Linked DNA regions of Sus scrofa: region 1 is linked to region 2. A link is a contact called in public Hi-C data. All regions are on one chromosome and are shown on one strand. The core of a region is the stretch at or near the end of the contact, and the rest is flanking DNA. Distances in the headings are between cores, read along the strand shown.

Evidence for each region. A called contact is a pair of places that touch in the nucleus more often than the background predicts.
Region 1: a Hi-C map of embryonic fibroblasts shows a contact between it and region 2, with 17 times the contacts expected there. The contact joins the promoter of OLFM1 here to the enhancer-like site in region 2. A contact is called at or near these places in 8 of 47 Hi-C or Micro-C datasets (embryonic fibroblasts, fetal skeletal muscle, heart right ventricle and 4 more).

The regions. Positions count from the first base shown.
Region 1 is chr1:274,233,776-274,237,940 of Sscrofa11.1, forward strand. OLFM1 (noelin) reads left to right here and starts at 2,466. Exons shown (of 6, transcript XM_021071662.1): 1 at 2,466-2,748. The coding sequence starts at 2,599.
Region 2 is chr1:273,808,177-273,812,033 of Sscrofa11.1, forward strand. No RefSeq gene overlaps it. Among named protein-coding and RNA genes, the nearest start is that of RXRA, 110 kb to the left of the region's middle. Within about 2 kb of position 2,110, at least 29 of the 83 cell types and tissues checked have an H3K27ac peak or open chromatin away from gene starts, as enhancers often do. A contact at or near this core is called in fetal skeletal muscle, mesenteric adipose tissue, omental adipose tissue and 2 more, where this site is marked.

The DNA.
Region 1 (4,165 bases), core at 1,216-3,715, 430 kb after region 2:
CTGGGGATGGGGTGGAGGGGGGCGTCTAGCCTCTGCCAGGTCTTGGGAGCAGACTTGGGTTCATCGCTGCAAACGACCTGGTTCTCATTTCCTCTGGGGAGAAGCCCGGCTGGGTTGGCCCTCCTCTCTTTAGAGCAGCAGTTAGAAATCCCCAGGGACATGACAGCCGTGAAATCTCAAGTTCTTCAAGATCAGGAGAGGTTTTGTAAGTTCTCTGCATCTGCCCGTTTGGAGCGCACCTTCCTGGAAGGTATGGCTCTGGGTATTGGGAGCGGTTTGCACGGCCATCAGCACCTCCTCGGCATCACATCTGCGCCTCTGCATCCACAGCATCTTGGGCGTGGTCCTCAGCCAATCAGCTCTTAGGGGAGGTGACAGGGGTTGCTGGGAGCATTGAATCCCCGCTCTGCCAGGGGCTCACGCACCGGTCACTGGTGGCTCAGCTGAGGGTCTCCCCTGAGCCCCTTTGGTCTTCTGAAAAAGGGGGGTGACAGGGAGGATCCCCCTTATCTGCCACCACATCTGCTTCCACACTGAGTCACTGAGTCCTCACATGCCCCAGAAAGAACGGCTGCTCTTATGAAATGCATTTTACAGATGGGGAAACCGAGGCACAGGAGGGCTAATTGCCTCCGCCAGGACCTCACAACCAATAAGCGGCAGAAGCAGGGCTCAATCCCGGGCTGTCTGGCCCCAGAGTCTGCCCACGGAGTGACCACTCTGAGATGCCTTTCTTGGCAATGCATGTACTCAGTTGGTGGTAGCTAAGTTTTCGTTTGCACGGTGCCCGGGAATCTGCTCTATACAGTTGGTCCAACAAATAAGTGGTCAGTGTCCTTCTGCGGTGCGAAGCAGGTGTGAGTGATTTGGGTTGGCACAGCTTTCGGCCCTAAATCTGTGTTAGAGGGTCGTTGAAAGAGAAAGGAGGCGGAGCTGGGGTGACTGCCGCCCCAGCACCTGCACTCAGCGTGGACCCAGCAGAGCCTGCAGTACCCGCTCGCGCTGGGAGGTGGCGCGCTTCCCCAACCGTTGGAATTCGCTGCTTCCAGCCCAGCCGCTGCCCCAGATCCTGTGCATTAGCCAGGAAAACAAATCTGGGGGACCCTTCAGCTCAAAGGTCTCACCCCCAAGGCTCAGGCCAGGACCACCCTGGCCGTGATTGAGTCCCCTCTACAGAGGGACCCGAGCAGAGAGAGGAGCCCTGGAAGGTGCGGTCCAGCTTGACCGGAGGAAGGCTAGCTCCTTCGTGCTGACGTCCACCCTCAGTCCCCATCCGGGAAGGGAGATGAATTTTCTCCCAGGCAGAGAAGAGGGCAGTGAGTGAGGTGGGGGTTCTCTACTCCCCAAATGGCTGGGAAGGTTTAACGGGGGCCTGGAGGACGTGCATCTTCCATCTCCCGTGAGAAGAGCCTCCTGCACATTCTAAAACCCTATCAAGGGGTTTGACCCAGTCAGGCCTGCACTTCCAAGAGACTCACACGTGTCCTGGCGCTGATGCTGTCCAGGGCTGGGGGCTCGTGCCAGCCCGCGCTAGCTCTCTGCCTGGGCACCAGGAGCCCCCGCGGGAGCCGGAGGACACTCACCCCTGCTCCCCAGCCACAGACCCCAGGTCCCTGACCTGGGCCCCACCTGCACCACTCTTGTCCTGGGTGTGGCCGCTTTAGCAATCCTGCCGGCAGGTGGGAACCCCAAACCCAGACCCAGCTCCTGCACCACTCCAGCAGGTCTGCACCCAGGAGCCCGCACTGGGCAGTGCTTCCACTGCCAGCAAAGACCCAGGGGCTCCTGGCTGTCCCCGGCTCCCTGAAGGGCCTTTTCCCTCTCCCTGACCCCCTCCCGCAACCCTGGAGCTGGAGAGCCCCCCAGGGGCTGCTTTTGGAGCTGGGCTCCAGCTCGCCTTCCAGGCTGGGTTTCAGGGCGCTGCCCGGCTGTCAGGAGCGAGGAGCCACCGCAGGATAGGTCCTCAGCAGCCACGAAGCGAGCCCTGTGGGGTCTCAGAGGGGCGCCCGCCCTGGCTCGCTGGCGGCCTTGAGGGTGGGAGGGCAGCGGCCAGCTGGTGCGCTAAGGCCGCTGCCATCTGCGCGGGCGGATTTTGATGAGTTGAGGGGCGGTGGTCTGTCTTTCTTCCCGGGTCACCCCCTCCCAACTCCTCGGCGGCAGGGCTCTGCAGACGTCGCCGGCAGCAGCCAGGGGGCGGCGGGGAGCCGGAGTGGAGAGGAAAAATCCACCCATTTCCTGGGCAGATTGCGTCGGCCGCCGCCCGGCAGTGTCCCCGCCTCCCGGCCGCGGCCCCCGCGCGCGCAGCCAGCGCGGCGCTCAGAGCCGGAGCCGGAGCCGGAGCCGGCGGCCCTTCCCGGCGGCGGGCGGCAGCGGACGGGGGCCAGCGGCGGGGCGGCCACTCTCCCGGGCGCCCGGGGCGGCGCGACCATGGCCGGGACGCGCGGGGCGGCGGCGGCGGCGGGCGGGCGGCGGCGGGCCGAGGGGGCGCGGGGACACGGCCGGGCGCCCCTGCCCGCCGCGGTGCCCGCCGCCTGAAGGCTGCCCGGGGCGCGGAGCCGGCGCCGGCGCGGCGCGGGCGCAGGAGGCACTCGAGGCGCGATGTCGGTGCCGCTGCTCAAGATCGGGGTTGTGCTCAGCACCATGGCCATGATCACCAACTGGATGTCCCAGACGCTGCCCTCGCTGGTGGGCCTCAACACCACCAAGCTCTCGGCGGCCAGCGGCGGGACGCTGGACCGCAGCACCGGCGTAAGTGCGCCCGCCGCCCGCCCTGGCGGGGCCTCCTCCCCGCCCCCTCCCGGTCCCCAGCCCCGGGCGCGCGCCGCGCGGGGAGCAGGGCGCAGGGCAAGGGCACGCGCGGGGGGACCCGCGGTGGCTCCTGCGCGCTGCGGCGGCGACCCTGCTCCCTCCGGCCCCAGCGCCCTCCTCTCCTCGGGTCGAGGTCCCCTCCAGGCGATGCTTCCTGCCTCTGCCGGGTGCCCTGTCGGGGCCAGGGAGCCTGCCAGGGACGCCGAGGCTCGGAGTCCTCATTCAGCTAGCAAGCCCCCGTTGATGGGGTGAGGAAGCTGAGGCAGGGGTCTTGGGGACTTACCCAAGGTCACTCGGCAGGTAAGGGGTGGAGACGCCGTCCGCCCCAGTGTCGCTGGGTCCAGCCTGGGCTCGGAAGTGAGCCCGCCCTACTTTGCAAAAGGCGACTGGACCGGCAGGAGTGGGGCCCCGGCGCGCGGGAGCTCCTGCCCTCAAAGTCCCTGAGCGCCTTTCCCGCCCCATCCCCTTGCCGAGGGCCACCGGTCCGCGGCCCGCCAGGGTGCAGAGGCTCGGGCGGGGCCGGGGAGGCACAGCTGTGCAGCTCGCCCCTCACCTTCTGCGCCCCCTCCCACTCTATCCCCCTAATGCTTCTCCTCCCTCTCCAAGCCTTAGGGGAGGGGGCAAGAGCCAGGGCCTCCGCTGGGCTGCGCGGACCTAGGTGGAGGCTGGAGCCACCCCCCTCGGTGGCAGGGCGGGTGGGGGCGGAAGGGGCGAGCCCCAGGCGGGCTCCCTCTTGGCTAAAAGGAGAGGTGAAGGACACGCAGCTTCCCACTGGGTTTTGGCGGTCAAGGGCGCGGCGCTCCGGGAGGAGGCATCCTGGTGGCCCTTCCTGAGACCTTCATCCCTCCGGCACCTGCTCTTTCAAGAACTGCATGCAGCGTTTTCTTCCAAACGACTTTGTTTCTGCTCTGGGTCCTGAGCTCCTGGGGTTGGAAATGAATGAAATGAAATGCGTCTCCTATGGACTCCCTGCGCCTAACTTCTCCCCATCTCCACACTAAAAATAGCAGGGAGGTGACCTGAGGCCCCTGGGCAGGCTGCAGAGTCTGTGCTCAGGGAGTGTTTCGGGCCATCGTGTCTGCCGCGTGTACCTGGTGGTCCAGACCACCTGAGCTGGGCTGCAAGGTGACACCAGCCATATCCCCATGTCAGCAGCCATGCCCAGCTGAGGTTTCGTGATGGGCACACCTCAGGACTGAGGTTGGGTGTGACCCCTGCACACCTCAGGACTGAGTTACTGGTGGCATCCGCCAAATGGCTCGTGGGTGGCAGCCTGCGCGAGTTGGAAGCCTGGCGGCTTCTCGGGCAGCTTTCGCCAGGCTGCCAGCAGGCACATTGCCGGGGCTTGGGGTCGTTG
Region 2 (3,857 bases), core at 860-3,359:
AGTGGGGGACGCCTCTGGACAGCACGGGCAGAGCCGGCCTCAGGGGAGGGGCCCAGCCACACAGTGACCGGGGAAGGACATCATAGCTTCCTGCCTCCTGTCTCCAGCTCGGCCTGGCAGGCTCACCCTGAGCAGAAGGCAGCACCCACCCTGCCCGCTGTGTGTGCTGCCCGCATGAGCCTGCAGGAGCGGTCAAGGGTGTACTGGCTGACCCTGGGCTTCTCACTCCTGGGGGCTCCCTGTCTTCCCCTGGAGGAGCCCTGCTTTCTCCCCAGGGTGCCCTGAGACCCCAGTACAAGGCCAGGGGCCCAGAGGGGCTGATGACACAACACAGGGCTGGGTGTGGACTCCAGAGCAGAGAGCCGTGTTCGGGAAAATTCGCCCGTCCTCTGTATTTCAACGGGACGGCCAGGGCTCACGCTGGGGCGGGTCTGAGGCTCAGGGCCCCAGTGCCCATACGTTTACTTATTCACTCAACAAACACTGCTTGGAAACCACACGGGCCAGGCCTAGTGTTGGCTTGGGGAGAGCCGAGTCTGTCCCGGAGGCTGGAATGTGGCCTGCGTGTGACTGCAAACTGTCTCGTCGCCACATTAAAAGCCACATGAATTTCATAATATATTTTATTTAAACCAATACGTCAGACGATTATTATTTCAATATGCGAGCAATCTAAACATTATTAATGAGCTATTATGCATTTTCCTTTTGGGGGCCAAGTCTGAGAGTGGGTGTATCTTTTACACTTACGGCACACCCCCATATACAAGCCACGTTTCACACTCTCAAGAGCCACATGTGGACAGCGGCTGGCATATGAGACTGGGAAAGTCTAGAACATTCTTTTGGGGCTGCATGCGGGCAGCAGATGTGGGCTGATCGGGGCCGGGGGTGGGTGGGGAGGCCATGTTCAAGGTGCTGTGGGAAGTCACAGGAGGGAGCAGCCTGTGGGGGAAATGGCTGGAACGCTACCCGGAGGAGGTGGCGTTTGTGCTGGGCACTGAAGGGTACATAGGAGTTCTCTGGGTACACAGTAGGGAAAAGAACATTTTCTAATGTCATTGCTGGTTCCCCAGGTAGGGTCTGAAGAAAACAAGGACTTTCAGGGAACTCCTAGCAGGTGCCCCCTGAAGAACTGCTGGTTTAAATCCTCTTATTTCTGCCCGTGAGCCTGTGCCAATATTTTGCCATCTTTTAGTTACAAACACTGTGGGGTGTACAGGTTTAGCTACAAATAGCTGGGTCATAAATCTTAGCTGGATTGGCCAGGCCACTGGATGGTATTATCTGGTCCTACCACTGTTTTCTGAGGCTGTTGTGCATGTGCCTGTGCCTTCCAGAACCTTCTCTCATGTGCTGCAGGGATGAGGGGTGGGAGGATATTCTCACAACTTGTCTGTAACCAGGTCCTCCTGGGTCCCACCCCTGCGGTCTTCTTTGGTCTAACTGAAGTCTCTCTTGCTGCAGTTGGGGTCTCCGGTGAGGCTGCTTGAGTGCTGCCCAGGCTGATGGCAGGAACCGCCCGGGAAGCCGCTGTGTTCACAAAAACCTTTAGACAACGAATTGTCCAAAGCGTTTCTACAAAGAATCAAGATTAAGCCCGCCTGGGGGCGCCTGTGGAGAGGTGACCAGTGGGGGTGGCCCACGTGTGTGAGCGCGGAGCAGGGATCCCACCCGGCTCAGCCGGGGCCCCAGGCCCGCCCTCGAGCTCTGCCTGGCTCTTCCCAGGGCCACAGCCGGGCCAGGGCCCTGCATCCATGGAGAGGGGCTGTTCCTGGGGCCCTGGGGCCCCTCGGCCACGTCCCGCGGGCGTCGGGCCCCGGGGCCCGGCTGCAGCAGCGGCCGCCATCCCGCCCTGCCACGTCGCCACTTCCACCCGAGCCGGCAGGAAGCTGCGCGCTCGCTTCTCCTTTTGTCCACGTCTGGAGGGTTTGCTGTTGCAGGAAACATCTGGCCGGGGTCCAAGGAGCGGAATAAAAAGAGAGTGGGAGCGGGGGTGGGGGAGGGCCGGGCCCGGAGGTTTGGAAAAACCATCTGATTTCACTTTGCAAAGACAACTGCAATTATGCCTCTGAGGGTTTCGAAGTCACTGCCCATTCAAACCATGCGGGTGACGTCAGGGGAACCTCTGAAGCGCCTGGGGCCCGGCACACACGTCGCTGCTGCAAGAAGCAGGTCCCAGGCCGACTCGAGCCCGGGGAGCTGGAGACCTGGGGTCTTTTGCAGAAGCGGGGGGACGGGGTCCCTGGCACGGGGAGTCCTGCTTATCTGGTCTCCGCCCCGCGGCCTGAGCCAGGCGGGAGGAGGGGGCCGCCCACCAGGCTCCTCCCGAAAAGTTCAGTCTCTCCCAACCCCGCCGAGAGCCCGCTGGCCCGGATGGAAACTGCCGGGTTCCTGGGCCTGCTCCGCTTCCCTCCAGGCCTCGTCATCCACACGGAGAGGCCCCGGGTCTGGGAGGGCCCCCTGGGGCCGCGGGGCTGGCTCAAGCCCTCAGGACTCCAGCTCTTTCCACTGTCTGCCCTGAGGCCGGGGACCAGGAGCTGGGACCCTCACGGTGTCCCCAGCATCTGGCTACCGTGGGCCCTGGAGGGGAGCGAGGATGGTAGCCCACCCCTGTCCCTGGCCCCTGAGTCAGGACCCTGCTTGTCCCAGCACCTCCAGATGGGATCTCCAGGGGGCCTGTCCCTGAGCCAGGGGCCCTGAGACTGGACAGGAGCTGACGTGCCCCCCGTGGCCCCCGCACGGACTCCCCATGGACACGCCGCACACCCAGGCCTCGGGGCCAAGTTCACCACAGCCTCAGGCCCCTCCCACCCCTAGAGGCAGGGCTACCTGGGCAGGAAGGGCCTTGCCAGCCACTCCTAAAGCCCCGTCACGCACGAGCCCTGCCAACCCTGAGGAGTCACTCTGGAGGGGTCTGCACAGCTGGCCAGCGTTGTGTCTCAGGAACATTTCTTGAAATAAAACCTAGCAGAGAGCCCAGTGACAGAGCACAGATGGGGTCTCATTCCAGTGGACGGGCGTTTATCGGCGGCTGACTGGTGCCAGGGCCAGAGGCCGCCCTCCAGGGTCACCCCTGAGCAAAGCCCCCCATGGGCTCAGAGGGCCCAGCGTGAAACCAGCCGCAGCTCTCCTTTCCACTGTGCAGGTGGCCGGCGACCTCCTGGAGGACAGGGGGCTCGCAGTGGGGCCGGGCCAGAGCAGAGGGCCAGGGGTCTGCTGGGGGCCGTGGTGCCTGGCGGTGCGGCTCAGCCTGGAGGCGGCCCTCGCTGTGACCGAGGGGCAGGGGGCGGAGCCTGGCTTAGAACGGGGTTGGGGGCGAGGGGGGCTGTCTGTCCAGGAAGCGATTCGGCAGTGGCTACAGCAGAGCCTTGACCGTGGGCTGAGGCCTCCGGGGCTCTGGGGGTCTGAAGACATTTTTTCCATGGAAAGTAGCCGCTGGCCCTCGCCCAGCAGGGAGCTCTCTGTCCCCCTCCCCCTGCCTGCTCGGGCCTTGGCCGTGGGCTGCGCTGTCCTGGGGCTGATGCTCTTTGCCGGACGTTCCGTGGGCCTGGGGTGGGGCTGGAGCGCCAGGCAGGGGTCAGACGAGCGGTTCTGGCCGCTGGTCAGCCTCCAGCAAGCACTGTACCGAGGCCTCGCCTTTCTCCCTGCCTGCGGTGGTGGGTGGGGTGGGGGGGGGTCCGAATGTCCAGGTCTGGCTGTAGGGGATGGTTCCTTCCGTAACCATCTGCGGGCAGGTTGGGGTAAGGAGGTGGAGCGTCCTCTCGGGAATTGCAGAGACGGGCGGTGCTGGGGGGGTGGCAGTGCTGTGGGCGTGTGCGGATGCTGAGGGATTTGGGAGCCGCTACCCTGAAACC